Regions from separate parts of the Ovis aries genome. Here region 1 is linked to region 2. The links are chromatin contacts, called in public Hi-C maps. All regions are on one chromosome and are shown on one strand. The core of a region is the stretch at or near the end of the contact, and the rest is flanking DNA. Distances in the headings are between cores, read along the strand shown.

The links. A called contact is a pair of places that touch in the nucleus more often than the background predicts.
Region 1: a Hi-C map of muscle shows a contact between it and region 2, with 2.7 times the contacts expected there. The contact joins the promoter of SLC38A2 here to the enhancer-like site in region 2. A contact is called at or near these places in 6 of 16 Hi-C or Micro-C datasets (blood, hypothalamus, liver and 2 more).

The regions. Positions count from the first base shown.
Region 1 is chr3:140,134,866-140,138,549 of ARS-UI_Ramb_v3.0, reverse strand. It overlaps SLC38A2 (solute carrier family 38 member 2), which reads right to left and starts at 2,274. Exons shown (of 16, transcript XM_004006421.5): 1 at 2,001-2,274; 2 at 662-859; 3 at 294-375; 4 at 30-145. The coding sequence starts at 777.
Region 2 is chr3:140,057,249-140,061,371 of ARS-UI_Ramb_v3.0, reverse strand. The region is part of intron 1 of LOC121819119 (a long non-coding RNA gene); the gene reads left to right. Among named protein-coding and RNA genes, the nearest start is that of SLC38A2, 77 kb to the left of the region's middle. Within about 2 kb of position 2,316, at least 16 of the 54 cell types and tissues checked have an H3K27ac peak or open chromatin away from gene starts, as enhancers often do. A contact at or near this core is called in liver and muscle, where this site is marked.

The sequences.
Region 1 (3,684 bases), core at 1,025-3,524, 77 kb before region 2:
TGGCAGACTCACTACTTACACATACTTACATAAAAAGAGCAATTCCAGTATTAGCCATGGCATAAGAAAGCCCAAGGATTCCACTGCCCACAATCGCATTGCTCAGATTAAATACTGACATTCCAAAGGAAGTAGTACCTGGATGCTACATAGAGGGAAAAGGATAACCAAACATATAACAATAATTAAATGGAGAAAACCAGCTTTGGGCAAGTTAGACTTGAAATCTAAAAATAAAACTATTCTTTTACTCCATAAAGTCACAGAAACACAAATGATTATTTTTAACTTACAAAGTCAGTTTCATACTTCTTCTTCCCCAAATTCGATTCAAGTAAAAAGTTCTGGTTTTCAGGATCTACATCGGCATAATGGCTACAAAACAGAAAAACAAAAAAAAATCCTAAATTGGTTGAGATACACAAAAGGAATGCTTCAACACAAAACGCCCCCGCGTTTAGCTGTCACACATTTTAATTTCAATGCATATTAAGTAGTAGTCGACTTTCACACGACCTGAAGGCGTGTTCCCATACAACCAGATAATGTTCCAGAGATTACGCGCTCTCTCCAAATGCTACAATAATTTTAAGCAACAGAATTCTACGTAAAGAACTTCCGATGCACACAAGCCGTTTTTAAAAACGCACACATCTCCCACCTTTTCAGAGCAGCTTGTTTAGTGGGGTAGGAGTAGTTGAAGTCGCTGTTGGAACTATAGCTGCTGCTGTCCTCATCTGGGGAAATATTGAACCTTCCCATTTCAGCTTTCTTCATGTTGGGCAGCGGGAGGAATCGGACGCTGAGAGTAGTGCTGGGTTCCTTTTGTCCTTGGAGACGCACGAGCCCGCGCGGCTGCCTGTGAAGGTAGAGGCGGCGCGTCAGGACTGCAGAGCCCGCCCTGGTCACGTGACACCGCCGGGAGGCGCAGCGCGGCTGATTCATCCCCCGCCAGGCGAGTGGAAAAGTACCAGCCGAGCGCGAGGGGCGGGGGCGCGCGCCGAGGGGCGGAAAAGTACAGACCGCGGAGCCGCCGAGAACAAAGATGGTCCCACCGCAACGCTGCGCCCGCTGAGACTCGCGCCCCCCCGGGACCCTAAGGACCCTCTCCCGCGCAATTTAACGTTTTGCCCTCTCTGTTAGCCCAAGTTTTACGAAAGGGGCGTGGGGGGAGCTCTGTATCGCTTTTCCCGCAGCCTCCTTGGTCGTGCACAGGCACGCAGGGCACACATCCCACCCAGGTATTTGGCTAGGTGTGCGCTGCATGTACCCCAGGCACACAGCTCCCCTTTTCCAGCATTTACAATAGCAATGCCGCGTAATCCTTTCACGCCGGGAGCCCCCAGATGGGAAAATGCCTCTGCGGCAGACAGACTCGAAGGGGGCGTTAGGGCGGACACTAGTTTTCTCCCGAGAAGAGGAGCAGAGGGGGCGCAGAGCGCCGAGGGTTTGTTTACACGCGCACGCCCGTGCCCTCGAGCACACCCGTCCACTGGCATTTGACTCGCAAGCTCTTCGCCCGGCCGGCCCCTCCTATGCCCGGAAAGGAAACTGATGCAATATCGATCGCCGATTGTCAAACGTTCCCGGTATGTCTTCCCCAATCGTGGCCTCTGCTACATTAAAAGCTCGAACCCACATCCGCCCTCCCCCAAATTCCAAGACCCATGGATTTAATTATTTTTATTAACTCAAATCAGTCACCAGACTTGTCGCAGTGGAACCGCGAGCCTGGCTGGCTTCCCCTCCCCCTAACGGGAAGATGCGGCTCCGATCTTGGCGGGCACACGGCCCCCGCGCCGCGCCCCTCCCCCGCCCATAAGAAGACAGTGACCCCCGCTGCAGGCCGGGATAGAAGTCTGGCCAGCAAACCGAAAACGCCCTCCCCGGGAAGAAACGACATCCTCAGCTGCCTTCCCGCCGCGGCCCCTCCCGGAGGCCCCTCCCCCACTCCCGCCCGGTCCCCGCGGCTTTTGCACAGACGCCCCCGCGCGTGTTACCTTGGTGGTCTGGGCTCCTGTATCCCGGAAACAACACGCAAAAGACTTCGGTGAGTTTTTCTCAGTCAACAAAAATCATAAAAACAGAACAAAACGAAAACCCCAACAAGAAGCAGGAAAATAATTTTAATTAAACAAGGAAATGGCAAGTTGCCGCCCCAATCGTCCGGCGTCCGCCGTCTGAAGGGAAAGGCGCGAGTGTGCGGAGCGCGTGGTCGGGCTGCTGGCGGCGGTGCGAGAAAAGCGCTCCGGGACGGCAGCGACGCGCGGCTCTGGAGCAGCGGGGCGAGCGGTGGGTTTTAGCGGGAGGACGCGTCAATGGGCGGGGCCCCAGCCTCCGGAGCTTGCTTTTTTGTATATCAACACCACCTGGGCTCCGCCCCCGGCCAGCCTGGGCCCGCGAGGCCCCGCCCCGCCCCCGCCCCGCCCCCTGCCCCTCTGCCTCCTTGCCCCCCCGCGCCCCTCCCCGGTGGCTGAATTAGGCAGCCCAGCCCCGCCTGCTTCCTCCCCCGCTCCTTCCAGGCTAACTCCACTCTGCCGACTCTGGTCAGCCTGAAAGAGCCCCTCCTCTCGCCCGTGCTTTCCCCTATCTGTCCCTTTCAGCTCAGACTGGTGCCAAATATGCTCTTTCTCCAAATATGCTGGTGTCCGAGTTACCAGCAGGCTTTCCTTTCTCCTCTAGGCTCTTTGGGGACACATCCCGCCCATCCAATGCTTTTCTGCATGCTATTTTTATGATTTACAGGGGGATTGTCTCCCGCACTCTTGGGCCAACGGAGCAACGTAGTCTCCATGGTTAGGTTTTTGTTCTCGTTCTTTCTTCTCGTTCCTAGACCTGCTTTCAATCTTCAGAACTAGCCTGATTAGGTCGGTTGGCAGCTCCATATCGGGATATCCTTTTAGTACGGACACGGAACACCCTATGAAGTGTAAAGCGACATCCTGCCCAGCAAGCCAGACTCTTTGCAAGGGTCCCCAGTGGGGGACTCGGCTCCTCCGAGGGGATGTAGGATCCCATTTTTCCTTCCTGGTCACGTTTCGCTCATTCCACCACCCCGAATGAAGAGCTCTCCTCGCCCTCCTCGCCTTTCTCTCCTATTTACAGAGGCACTGCCTCCGTTGGAATGCCGGTGCTCCCCTTCCAGTGTGGAGGTGTTCTTGCTGAGCCAGGCAACTAGGGGGACCCTTCGCTGTGGAATACTCGGTGCTGCCGGAAAGGCTGGAAACAAAGGCCTCTTAGGAGAGAGAATTGTTGGTTGAATGAATGAATAAACAAACGACCTGACCTACTGCTCTCTTCCTTTTGGAGACGTGGGAGAGACAGAGCAGGGTTGGGTGTGATCACAATTTTTGCTTTCAATGTTTTCCTGAGGAAATCTGTACACAACTGTCTGTTTCCATGACACGTGAGGCTGCGGGTGCCCTTGGCCTGCACCAGTGTGATTGACATGGGAGGACCCGATTCCACTTTACACTCCTTTCTTCCCAACCCCTTCAACTGGTCAGACCAGTCTCACCTAAACAATACTCTTGCTTTAGTACCCAACTTCCCATCGCCATCACTCAGGGCTTAGTCACTGAGCCTCAGGAAGGCTTCCTTCCTTAGTCCTCTTATTGCAAGGGCTGTTTTCTAAACCGTGTGGTGAAAACGTTTTAGAACCTATGCTGTCTTGTACCCAAAATT
Region 2 (4,123 bases), core at 1,067-3,566:
GACTCTCTAAAGTCTCCAACACCACAGTTCAAAAACATCAGTTCTTCAGTGCTCAGCCTCTTTATGGTCCAACTCTCACATCCATACATGACTACTGGAAAAACCATAGCTTTGACTATATGGACCTTTGTGGGCAAAGTCATGTCTCTGCTAATTAATATGCTGCCTAGGTTGGTCATACCTTTTCTTCCCAGGAGCAAGTATCTTTTAATTTTTTGGCTGCAGTCACAATTACAGTGATTTTGGAGCCCAAGAAAATAAAGTCTGTCACTGTTTCCATTGTTTCCCCATTTATTTGCCATGAAGTGACGGGACTGGATCCCATGATCTTCGTTGATAAAAAGTCCATAAACATCATCTAATGAAAATCCAGCCATAGCCTTTTCCTCAGTGGGAAATGCTGAATTGTGATGGTTTAACTACAGATGTTTTAATCCTGAAAATATCAGTGCTAGTAGCAGTTAAAGAAAGGCATCAAATGTATATTGATTTTTCAGACATGAAATACAATTATCCCCATGTCTTTATTATAATTGAATTCACTAACAATTCCTAAATTAAAATAATCTTTAATCACAAGATTATTCTTGTTCTATAAATTCTTTTAGTGAGAGACTATAGACTTCAGAGAGAGATAAATATTATTCACATCATATAAGCACTGGTAAACAGTGTCAGACTTTATTTCTGGGGGCTCCAAAATCACTGTAGATGGTGATTGCAGCCATGAAATTAAAAGACACTTACTGCTTGGAAGGAAAGTTATGATCAACCTAGATGGCATACTCAAAGGCAGAGACATTACTTTGCCAACAAAGGTCCATCTAATCAAAGCTATGGTTTTTCCAGTGGTCATGTATGGATGTGAGAGTTGGACTATGAAGAAAGCTGAGCGAAGAAGAATTGATGCTTTTGAACTGTGGTGTTGGAGAAGACTCTTGAGAGTCCCTTGGACTGCAAGGAGATCCAACCAGTCCATTCTGAAGGAGATCAGTCCTGGGTGTTCATTGGAAGGAATGATGCTAAAGCTGAAACTCCAGTACTCTGGCCACCTCATGTGAAGAGTTGACTCATTGGAAAAGACTCTGATGCTGGGAGGGATTGGGGGCAGGAGGAGAAGAAGACCACAGAGGATGAGATGGCTGGATGGCATCACCGACTTGATAGACATGAATTTGGGTGAACTCCGGGAGTTGGTGATGGACAGGGAGGCCTGACATGCTGCGATTCATGGGGTCGCAAAGAGTCGGACACGACTGAGCGACTGAACTGAACTGAACTGAACTGAAAGGGCCAGCTTTGTCCAACTCACGGTCATTTTCTGAGATTCTGATGATGGAAATTTATATCTTCCAGAAACCTTTAGTGTGAGTGACCAGATACAGGAGGAAGAAAGACTCTATATTGATTGCTGGATTCTTTGTTATTTAGATAGCATCAGGAGAAGACATGGGTAGGCTTTATGAGGGAAGCAGGCAGAGAGCAGTGGAGTTACGAACACAAAGCTGCACAAAACATTGAGTAGCAAAAGCAAAACAAAACCCCCTATCTTCTGAGCTTCTCTTTAAAGTGCTTGTTTACTCTGCCACTCCCTAACCTTGTCCCCTCTTTCTGTGACTTCTTGGATTGGCAAGATTAAGATGGAGGAGAACTGGTAAAATTCTCCCCATTGCTTAAATCATTATTAATTAATCACTCATCCTCTCATGAGAGATGGTTGGAAAGGGGTAGTGCTTTGGAGAAGGTGAATGCGGTGAAAAGCAGAGCTGTGAGAAATCTGTTCCTGGTATTATAGTCAGTACTATAGCAATTAACACACAAAACAGATAATGGTGAGGTTTGCACTGGAGGGCGAGGATGGAGGGATTGAGGGGAAGAGTGTTTCAAAATCACAAAGAAGGATTTTGAATCTTCTCTTCTCAAGGTGCCTCACTGGGCAGAAACCTATTTCCTTGCCGAAAATCCTAGTTTGAGAAAGACTTGTGACAGATCTTACTTCAGAGATCTGCATGGTCTATTCTTTCTCCTGTGTTAGCTTTCTCGTGTTCAGAAGGTCCTTAATATATCTGACCTTCATTCTCTCTGCTGTAACTTAAGCTTATGCCCTCTCTTGTTACTGTTTAAACTGATCCCTCCAACACTCGTTAACCCCCAGAAAGAGCTTTAGACAAAAGAGCCTCTCGGAACACCCTCTTTTGGCCTTATTTGTCTTTGTAATCCCTTTTATAGAGGGCAGGTTATTTGGTTTCTCTTACAATTGGTGTGGAAGCCTGCTCAGCTGCCCACGTCACTCAGCTCTCAAGGGTCACTTTTGTCATCATTCAAATATTGAAACAGGTGGAACCTGCCACCTGTAATGTGAGCCACAGTGGAAAGAAAGTGACTCAGTCCTGGCAGCTCAAGTCAGGTTTGAGAGAAGTGACTGCGGGAATCCAAATGTTTCCTTGTGGCTTTTGCAGCAAAGGGTGTCTGAATGGCTTCCTTCTTGAAGAATGTGCCATTCCAGCGTCATCAATATCACCGGCTTGGTGCAGTCGGACATTCCCCTCTGTAGTCTCCTAGCATAAAGCCTCTTGCCCCGAGCTGGCGGCTGCGGAAGCTGGCCTTCCAGCTCCTGCAACAGCAGTTCCAATAACACAGAGGAGAACTCGGGCTGGGCAGGCACGAGGCGCACACAAAACACAGGGCCTGAGCGGAAGCCTCGGATGAAACTAACAAGGAAAGAACTTTGTTAGAAAACACTTCTGTTTCTCACCTTTTCTTACACAGCTTGATTTGACTGTCTTGTTAACAGTAGTTACATGTAGCTCACTGAATATCACAAGACATACACACTTCTCTGAGCCTCCCTTTTTCTTTCCAGCCTCAGAGCCACTGCTGGGTCACATTAACCCATCCTCCAAAAATGTTCTTGGAATTTGCCCAGGTAGTCTGTCCTGCCCAGTTGTCAACCTGGCTGCTCCCTTATGTGAAGGAAAAATAATCCAGTGGGAAAACACCCTACCATATTAAAGAAGATGTGAGTTATAAGGCAAGTTTCCTAATAATAGTTGGTCTTTGGGAGGCAGGTCCCTTCATCCCCTAGTACCTCCAGTTTTAATTTTGTAGGATAAAGATAAGATGCTAGTCCCATACCTATTATGGACAGACATGCTCTGAAAATAAATAAACGAAGGCATGTCAATCCAAGAACTACTTTGAAGTAAATCCTATGTAAAGTCAGAAAATTGAAGCTATTGTTGCAATGATGTAAGTAGGTGTAAATGCTCAGCAAGTCTTAACTACAGAAACATAAGGAAGTGGAAGAAATGTGGTGTTGTGCCAAAAAGAATAAATGACTGACACCTCCCCCACCCTTTTCTCCTTATTTCCAGGGTGTATGCAAGTTAACATTTTTTCAAGTGCCCAATTCCTTCTTGTGAAGCTTTTGCTAAAACCAGTAAGTTTAGACTATCTGGTGAAAAGCCATATCCTCTTGTTATTGATGTTTTACAGCATTTAAATATTTTGACCTAAATGCTAAAGAACAAAGTCAATTGTTCAACTAAAAAAGGCAGAATGTAAATATTTAGCTTAGGTATTCGGAGTATCTATTTTCACAATCACAATACTTCCTTGCACATGTTTGAGAGAGAGTTGTAATATGGCTCTTTGAAAACCGTGGGAAATTAAAGATGAAATAAAAACCTGACCACAGATTTCCTTCCTCAATTTTAAGTGAGATCTCAATAAGGCTCTCTTATAGTTGGACGTGGACTTTATTAGCTTTTTATGTGACTTCATACTACTTATTTTTGGAAAATAATCATTTCATTTTAACAGAAATGTGGTTCACAGTGGATTAAGTGAAATGTATTTCTTGGAAAGTTAAAAAAAAAAATGTGGTTTCCATTTTACTCCTCTTTGGAGGCATTTATTTCCAGGTCCTGCAGATCATTTTGAACTTGGTAATTTTGTTATCAGCCATTCACTTTCTTGTTTGAACTTTTGATCATTTATTCCAATTTGTTTTAAAGCATATCCTGAATGCTGGCGAGACATATGCATCTGCCTTAATGGTAGTAAGTGGATTTCTACAGCTCAAGTTCTTAGCCATACTGGGGAAGGCAGGCCATGGGCAATA